Regions from separate parts of the Athene noctua genome. Here region 1 is linked to region 2. Evidence: chromatin contacts called from public Hi-C data. All regions are on one chromosome and are shown on one strand. The core of a region is the stretch at or near the end of the contact, and the rest is flanking DNA. Distances in the headings are between cores, read along the strand shown.

The links. A called contact is a pair of places that touch in the nucleus more often than the background predicts.
Region 1: a Hi-C map of heart shows a contact between it and region 2, with 5 times the contacts expected there. The contact joins the promoter of FOSL2 here to the promoter of BABAM2 in region 2. A contact is called at or near these places in 2 of 2 Hi-C or Micro-C datasets (heart and liver).

The regions. Positions count from the first base shown.
Region 1 is chr1:97,763,941-97,767,673 of bAthNoc1.hap1.1, forward strand. It overlaps FOSL2 (FOS like 2, AP-1 transcription factor subunit), which reads left to right and starts at 2,265. Exons shown (of 4, transcript XM_074897061.1): 1 at 2,265-2,774. The coding sequence starts at 2,676.
Region 2 is chr1:97,559,942-97,563,506 of bAthNoc1.hap1.1, forward strand. It overlaps BABAM2 (BRISC and BRCA1 A complex member 2), which reads left to right and starts at 1,556. Exons shown (of 12, transcript XM_074897058.1): 1 at 1,556-1,654. It overlaps RBKS (ribokinase), which reads right to left and starts at 1,446. Exons shown (of 8, transcript XM_074897060.1): 1 at 1,088-1,446. The coding sequence starts at 1,137.

The sequences.
Region 1 (3,733 bases), core at 1,015-3,514, 200 kb after region 2:
CAGATGCTGCGGCTAATTCGGATGGAGAATTTCAATTGCCTGGAAAATGAAGGTGCTGAAAACCAAGCAGCGTCGGCAGGAGTTTTAGTCCCAAATGCCTGGCTCGGTGCTAAAAAAAAAAAAAAAAAAAAAAAATCAGGTGCTGAAGGCTGATCACCGAAGGGCTGCTGCTTTCCAGAGTTCCCGGGAGGCTCTGAGATTGGGATGGGTGCTGCCTCTCCCTTCCCAAGGAGGGCAGCGCCAGTAGAGGAAAGCCCATTACTCTCAGCTGAGCTCCTGTGGGAAAATACTTTGTCCATGAGACAGCTTAAATGGGATTTTATAGCTTGAACTTAGATGACTTCTCCTTCCCTACGAGCGAAAAGGACACACTCAGGGCTGGGTGAATCCTCCAGGGAGGGTGAAAATGAGACATTCTGAGTCTGGCATCATGGCTATGGTCACAGCAGGTCACCCAGAAGTGCAGGTTCTTCGTGCAGATGGCTCTGCTCTATCTGCTTCTGCCACCTCTCCCAGCCCGTCCCAGCCACTGACATGCCAACACCGCGGCCACCTGCGGCCGGCTGTTACCGTCCCTGCCCGGCGAAGTTCTGCTGCAGGGAAGCCCCGGCCTGTCACCTGCCCTCCTGGGGACATACTCTGCTTTGGAGGCCTGGAGTGGCTCTGTAGCCAGATCTTAGGAGGACGGAGGAGTCCATCTAATAGAAGTAAGTATAAAAGTAAAAATTAAAAAATAAAGAAGAAAAATAAGAGTAAATATAAGAGTTAGAAATAGTAAAGATTTTAAAATAAAGGTAGATAACGAAAAGAAAAAAAGATAAATAATAAAGACTTTAAAAAAATTTAAAAATAAATAATTAAAAAGATAGAAAGAATAAAAATAAATAGAAATAAAAATAAAGATAATAAAAAGAATAAAATACTAAAATTAAAGTAGAAAAAGTAAAATAAAGTAAAATAGATGAAGTAAAATAAAAACTGATTAAGCAAAATAAAAATAAGCAAAAGAAATAAAAATAAGTAAAATAAGGTAAAAATAAGTAAAATAAATAAAATAAAAATAAGTAAAGTAAAATAAATAAAACTAAAATAAAAATAAGTAAAAGAAATAAAAATAAGTAAAATAAGGTAAAAATAAGTAAAATAAAATAAATAAAACTAAAATAAAAGTAAAAGAAATAAAAATAAGTAAAATAAGGTAAAAATAAGTAAAATAAAATAAATAAAACTAAAATAAAAATAAGTAAAATTTAAAAAAGTAAAATAAGGTAAAAATAAGTAAAATAAAACTAAAATTTAAAAAAGTAAAATAAATAAAAATAAAATACAGTAAAACAAATAAAAATAAAATATAGTAAAATAAATAAAGATAAAATATAAATTAAATAAAGCCAATAAAAATAACACTGCTATTAAAAGTAACCGAGTCTAACTCTCGCTTTACTGATGCCGTGACGAAACGGACCGGCGCTGGGGTGCTGCCGGCACCCACCCGCAGAGAGGCGGGCGGGGGGGGGGGGAGCCCCCGGACAGCCCCCGTGTATCAAATCTTCCGCTGACTTGCGCGCCCCGCGCCCCAAAACCCCACCGCTCCCCCCGCGCCAACTAAGCCGTGTGCCTTCCCCTTTAAATCCCGGCGGCGGAGCCAGGGAATCCCTCTCGCAGCGCGTCATCCGCGGCAAGGAAACCCGCGCTCGCGTCGTGCGACGCAAATGACCATTTTTGGCAACGTGCGACAACGGACGGGACCAAGTGGGGCGGGGGGAGGCGGGGCCTGACGGGAACCCGCCGCCGCGCCGCCCCCCGCCGCTCCGCCCGCCCCGCCCGGACCCGCGCTCTGCGCGGGTCCGGGCGGGGCGGGCGGAGCGGCGGGGGGCGGCGCGGCGGAGGCGGGCGCCATCCCCGTCTCCCCGTCCCGCCTCTCCCCCCCCCCTCCGCGGCGGCGGCAGGTGGGAGGCTCCGCTCTGGCAAAGGTGGGGCCGGTGCGCCGCGGGTTTGACGTGTGCGAGTGCACATGGTGCGGCGGCGGGCGGATAATAAGCGCGTGGGTCCGGGGCGATGCCATTGCTCTGAGTCACCGCGGGTACGCGCGGAGCTGCCGGTCGCGCTACCGGGGGAACCGCGGGGCGTTAAGAGGCGACCCGCTTGAGTCACCCCCCGCGCCGGGAAAAGGGGCGGTTGGTGGTGGGTGGAGGAGGAGGAGGAAGGAGGGAGGGGGGGGGGGGGGGGGGAGAGGCGGAGGAGAACCGCTCCGCCTGCAGCCCCCGGGGCCGCGGCCGCTCCGCCGGCGGGGCGAGTCTCGCCGGGCAGCGCGGAGAGAGGACATCGGCGCCACCGCTGTCCGCGACTGCCTGCGCGCACGGCGCCGCTCCCGAACAGCCCTCCCGGCCCGTCCCGTCGGCGCTTCGCTGCTGCCTCAGCCTCTCTTATTATTTTTTATTTTTTCCCCCCTTCTTTTTCCCCTGTTTTTCTCCTCCAAAGCCTTTTTTTTTTTTCCCTTCTTTTTTTTTTTTTTTTTTTTTCCCCTCCCCTCCGCTTTCCGCGGCGAGCGTTGTGAGGCGAAAGGCAGGAGCCGAAGAGGTCGGGAGGGAGAAGGGGGCGGGGAGACGGCGAGGGAGCGGCGGGTGTCGGTGCGGGAAGGCGGGGACGCGGCTCCCCCGGCCCGACCTCGGACCATGTACCAGGACTACCCCGGGAACTTCGACACCTCCTCCAGAGGCAGCAGCGGCTCCCCGGGACACCCCGAGACCTACTCCAGCGGCGCAGCCCAGCAGGTAGGGCCGGGCGCTGCCCCTCTCCCCCGGTCCCTCCGGGGGCCGCTGCCAGCGCTCCCGGCGCGGGAGTTCACCGCCACGCCCGGGGAGCGGCGCCGGCCGCGGGGGCGCAGGCGGTGCCGGGGCGCGGGCTGCCCGCAGCCGCCGTCCCGTCCCGTCGCCCCCGGCCCGGCGCCGCCGCTTCCCTCCCTGCCCTTCCCTCGCGGAGCCGGTGCCGCGACCCTTCCGGGCGGGACGCTGAGCGGAGCTCCCCTCCGGTCGGGGCCCGGCGTGCCCACTCGTGGCCGGGGGCGTCGCGGGAGGCAGCGGCCGGACCCCGAGCGGGGACGGGCGATGGGGCAGCTCCCGCCCGCCTGCCTGCCCGCCCGCCTCCGCCGCCCCGGCCGCGGGTAGAGCGGGGGTCGGTGGGGGGACCCTGCCTTGGTGCCCGGGGCGAGCTCGGAAACCGGAGCGTTCCCCCGGGCAGCTCCCCTGCCCGGCCGGTAACGCAAATCCCCAGGCGCGTCCGACTCTTCCTTTTTCCTGCTTTTGTTCGGACCGGGAGCTCCTCGGTCCCTCCGCTCGCCGCCCCTTCCCGGGCGCTGCCCCGGGCTCGCTCGCAACAGTTGGGGCGCCTTCCCCGGGACTTTGGGAGGTGCCGCCTGAGTGACTTTCCAGGCGCGATTACAGCCACCTTAAACCACGCAGGGGGTGGCTTGGAGTGGCCTCTAGCTCTTCTAACAGTCTCGAGTGGTCTCCCCGCTTCTCCCCCCTCGCCCCCAAAGTTTGGCTCGGCGGCGCTGACGCTATTTCTGTCTTTCCCACCGGTGGGACCCGAAGGCCGGCGGCGTGCGGCCCTGCCCTGCCCTGCCCGGACGCTGCTTCGCTTCACCGGGAGCCGCTCTCCGGCTGGTGGTGGCTTTTTCCCGAGCGGGAGTTTCCCGGGGGGGCGCCGGAGCGCTCCCCGCGCCGGCCGGCCC
Region 2 (3,565 bases), core at 306-2,805:
CTCTTGCAATTTTGCCTGAATTCTTCAGATATTTAGTATTTGCTATAAAACCCAGGCTGCTGGAACCAAGAGCTTTCATGAACTTCTGTATTTTAATTTTTGAAACAAGTTCCCAAACTTTACCTATGTATTAAAAAAAAAAAATGAGACCCAAGTAACTAATTCTAAAAGCAAAATGCCCAGAAAATTTAAAAAAAGGAATGAAGCCATTCCTTTAAAAAAAGATTTCATAATTTAAAAACCAGCTTTGGGATGCAGAGGTGCTAAATTTTTAAGGGCTTCCTATTTCCACTTTGCGATGTTTGGATATGAATTGCTTAGGAGGTCTTCTCTCTCTCTTTTCTTTCAAAGTGTCACAGAAAATGCTGTTTGCAAGTAATCAACTTACAACCTACTTTTTCACGGAGCTAACTTCAGTTTATTTGCAATATTAAGCTTTCTTTCTCGCTTTTCAAGTGGAGACAAGTGCTTTGAACTGAAAACGTGTTACAGTTGACCAGCTTTATTCACCATCATAAAATCGTTTCAAACTCCTCTGCTGATAAAGAGTATCAAAGTTCACGATTTCCCACGCGGGTTACTATGAAACGCTGCTTTTCTGGCAAGGCTAACGCCGAGCCACCTAGCACAGCTGAAAACACAAACCCAAGTCTCTCTTCTCCCTTAAGTTACAGACAGCTGATCAAAGCTCCAGCAGACAACACGTTCAAACTTCTCCCAGTTCCCACAGTCTTCTTTCAAAGTATTATTTGCAGGGCTGACATCACCCGGGCCCAGCCGCCCCCACCGGCGGCTCTGCTCCTTCCCCCTGCCCCCGCCGCAGCCAACTCCCCGCCTCGGCTCCCTCTGCCCAGGGCCGAGAGCTCCGCGCCGCCTCACCTGGCGCCGACCCCACTTCTCCTGTCCCGGCCTGGAGGGAGACGTGACACCCGCTCTCCCGAGCCCAGGGCAAGAGGGCTGGGGAGGCGCCGGGAGCCGCTGCTCTGCCCCGGGCACCGTGACCTCGGGGCCCCTCCGTCCTGTGAGGGCAGAAAACCGGCGCCGCGCCGGGGCCTGTCGGCCTGCGGGAGCCCCACCGGGTACTAACCTGACCAGGTCGGTCATACAGGATCCCACAACCACCACCTCAGCGGCCATGGCACCAGGGGACGGGGCAGGCCCAGGCCCCGCAGCCCGGCCAAGGTGCCGCCTGGACCCTGGACCCGACCTTCGCGCCAGGCCAGGCCGGGCCGGGCCCCGCCGCCGCCGCACCGGCTTCGCCCGTTGCCACGGGCGACGGGCGGGGGAGGTGGCGGCGGCCGGCCCGAAGGGGCCTTCGGCCGGGAGGGGTGCCCCCGGCGAACGCCTGCTGGCAGGCCGCCCCCTCCCCTCCTCGCCCTCGCCTTCTCCCCCGCCTCGCCCCGCTCCGGCCGCCCCGCGACCGCAGCCCCACGCCTGCACGGCGAGACCGCCCGCCCAGGCACTGCGGCGGCCGCCAATAGCGAGGCCGGGGAAGACCCCTCCGGCCCGGGGAGCTGCGGCGGCGGCCGCGGGGGGCGGAGGCGCGCACGCCGCGCGGCGGGGCGGGAGCGGGGGCGCGCACGCTGGGCGCGGGTGGACGGGACGGGCGCGTGTCCGCGGCCGTTGCTAAGCGGCTGTGTTCCGGCCGCCGTAGGTATGGCGGGGCCCGGGGAGGGGCGGGCGGGAGCAGCGCCCCTGCCGGCCCCGGGGGAGCGGCGCGGCGGGCGGGCGGGCGAGCGAGCGAGCGAGCGAGCGAGGGGGTGGGCTGGCTGGCTTCTGCCCCGGCTCCCCCCCCCCCCCGGCCCCCGCTCCGCTAGCCCCGGGGCCCTTGGGGGTAGGGGGTCCGGTGCCGGAGGCTGCAGGCCCGGCTCGGGAGGAGCCGAGCAGGAGGCGGCGCGGGGGCCGCTGCGGCCCAGGGCGACGACTGGCCTAAGCACAGCCCGGCGGCCGCCTGGCCCGCTCCCGGGCGCCGCCGCCGTGGCGGGGCGGGGCGGCTGGCAGCTCCTCGGGTGGCGGGCCCGCCGCCTTCGCACAGGGCGGCCCCGGCTCGTCCCGCCGGCACGTGGCCCAGGGCGGCTCGCCGAGGCGGGGGGCGGCGAGTCGGCGGGCGGGGCCCGGCTGGGGAGGGAGCGGGGCGCGGCGGAGGTCAGCCCGCGTCCGGCCTCCCGCGCCAAGGCCGCGGAAGCCGGGGGTTTGCCCGGGGGTTTACCCGGGGCTCCGCAGATCCTCGCTGCCGAGCGCGTCCCGGGCGGGCGGGGATGTGTCCGGGCACGGCGGCAGGAGGTGGAGGTGGTCGTGGGTCCTCGCTTTGCCCCACACCCCGGCAGCTGGGGCTGCCACCCTCAAAGTGAAAACCACGAAGCCGGGGTTGCCGACGGCCAAGCCGCGAGGTTTGGACGGGGAAGGTTGCTTCGCACTTCGGGGCCTCCATCGCAATATTTGCCTTTGCCTTCTTACAGCTTCACTTAACCCCCGTAACGTTATTACCGGTGGTGGAGGAGCGGAGTATCTGGCCTCCAGACACTCTCTGGTGCCCGAAGCAGAGCCTGGGGTTTTATGGTTACTTTGAATATGTTATATTTGCCTGAAGTCGTAATGACAGACTGCTGGACCTAAACGGATTCAGCTATTAGTCTGTTTACTTCTTTCAAGTGTTTTGTTTCGGGAGGGAAACGGTCTAGTGAATTTTGTTAATTCCCTTGAGTTTGTGTTGTGTTTCCCAACTGTGGGAAAACTAAGGGGGGGTGGGGGGATATGTATATCACAACTGAAACTTATTAAAAGGGGTACTAATTGTGTTTGTAAAGACCTTTGTTTACGAAATAAATCTGTGAGTTTAATTGATAGTGACCCTTTAAGTATTGTGTATCTGGCTTGTTATGTAGAAGGTATTGTGGATCTTAAAAGAAATGGTGCAATAAAACCAGGAAAAATGCCTAGCAAGTCATTTACATCTTGTTTTGACAATACCTATGTATTTTATTAACAAAAACGTAAGGAATCTCATCCTGCGGTTCATTTTGGAAGGTGCATCTATTCAGCTCTGATAACCACATGTATTTCTTACATCTCACACTTCTACCCTCATAACACCTAGTCCCCTTAGAATGTGTCATCATCAGAACCAATTCTGAGATCTTTGTGTATGCCTTTAAGACTGCTAGAAGGATAGCTTGTTTTTCAGAATGTGTTTCATGGCTTAAGAAGTTCTTGCCTTCATCGGTCCAGCTGCCCCTCTACTTGAAATTACTCTTCCCTACAGTGGAGCTGGCAGACTGACATGTGCCTTGTTTTAGCCGCTCTCATGTGGAGTATCATTTTGGTTTTACACTCGTTTTTATTGGTCCAATCCAAGCCGTTGGATTTTGAGTTGAAATAGGTCAAGTATAGACTTGTGTCCTCTCAGTTCCTCTGGGGAAGAATAAAGGTGAGTAGGCAGTAATTTTTGGTGGAAAAGTAACAAACAGGAGGTGGCATCTTAAATTGCTCTAGGTGTTTTCTAAGCAAACTTAAGTTGTTGCCCATTGTCAATTACAACCGGTCATATGCGTGAAGAGAACACATA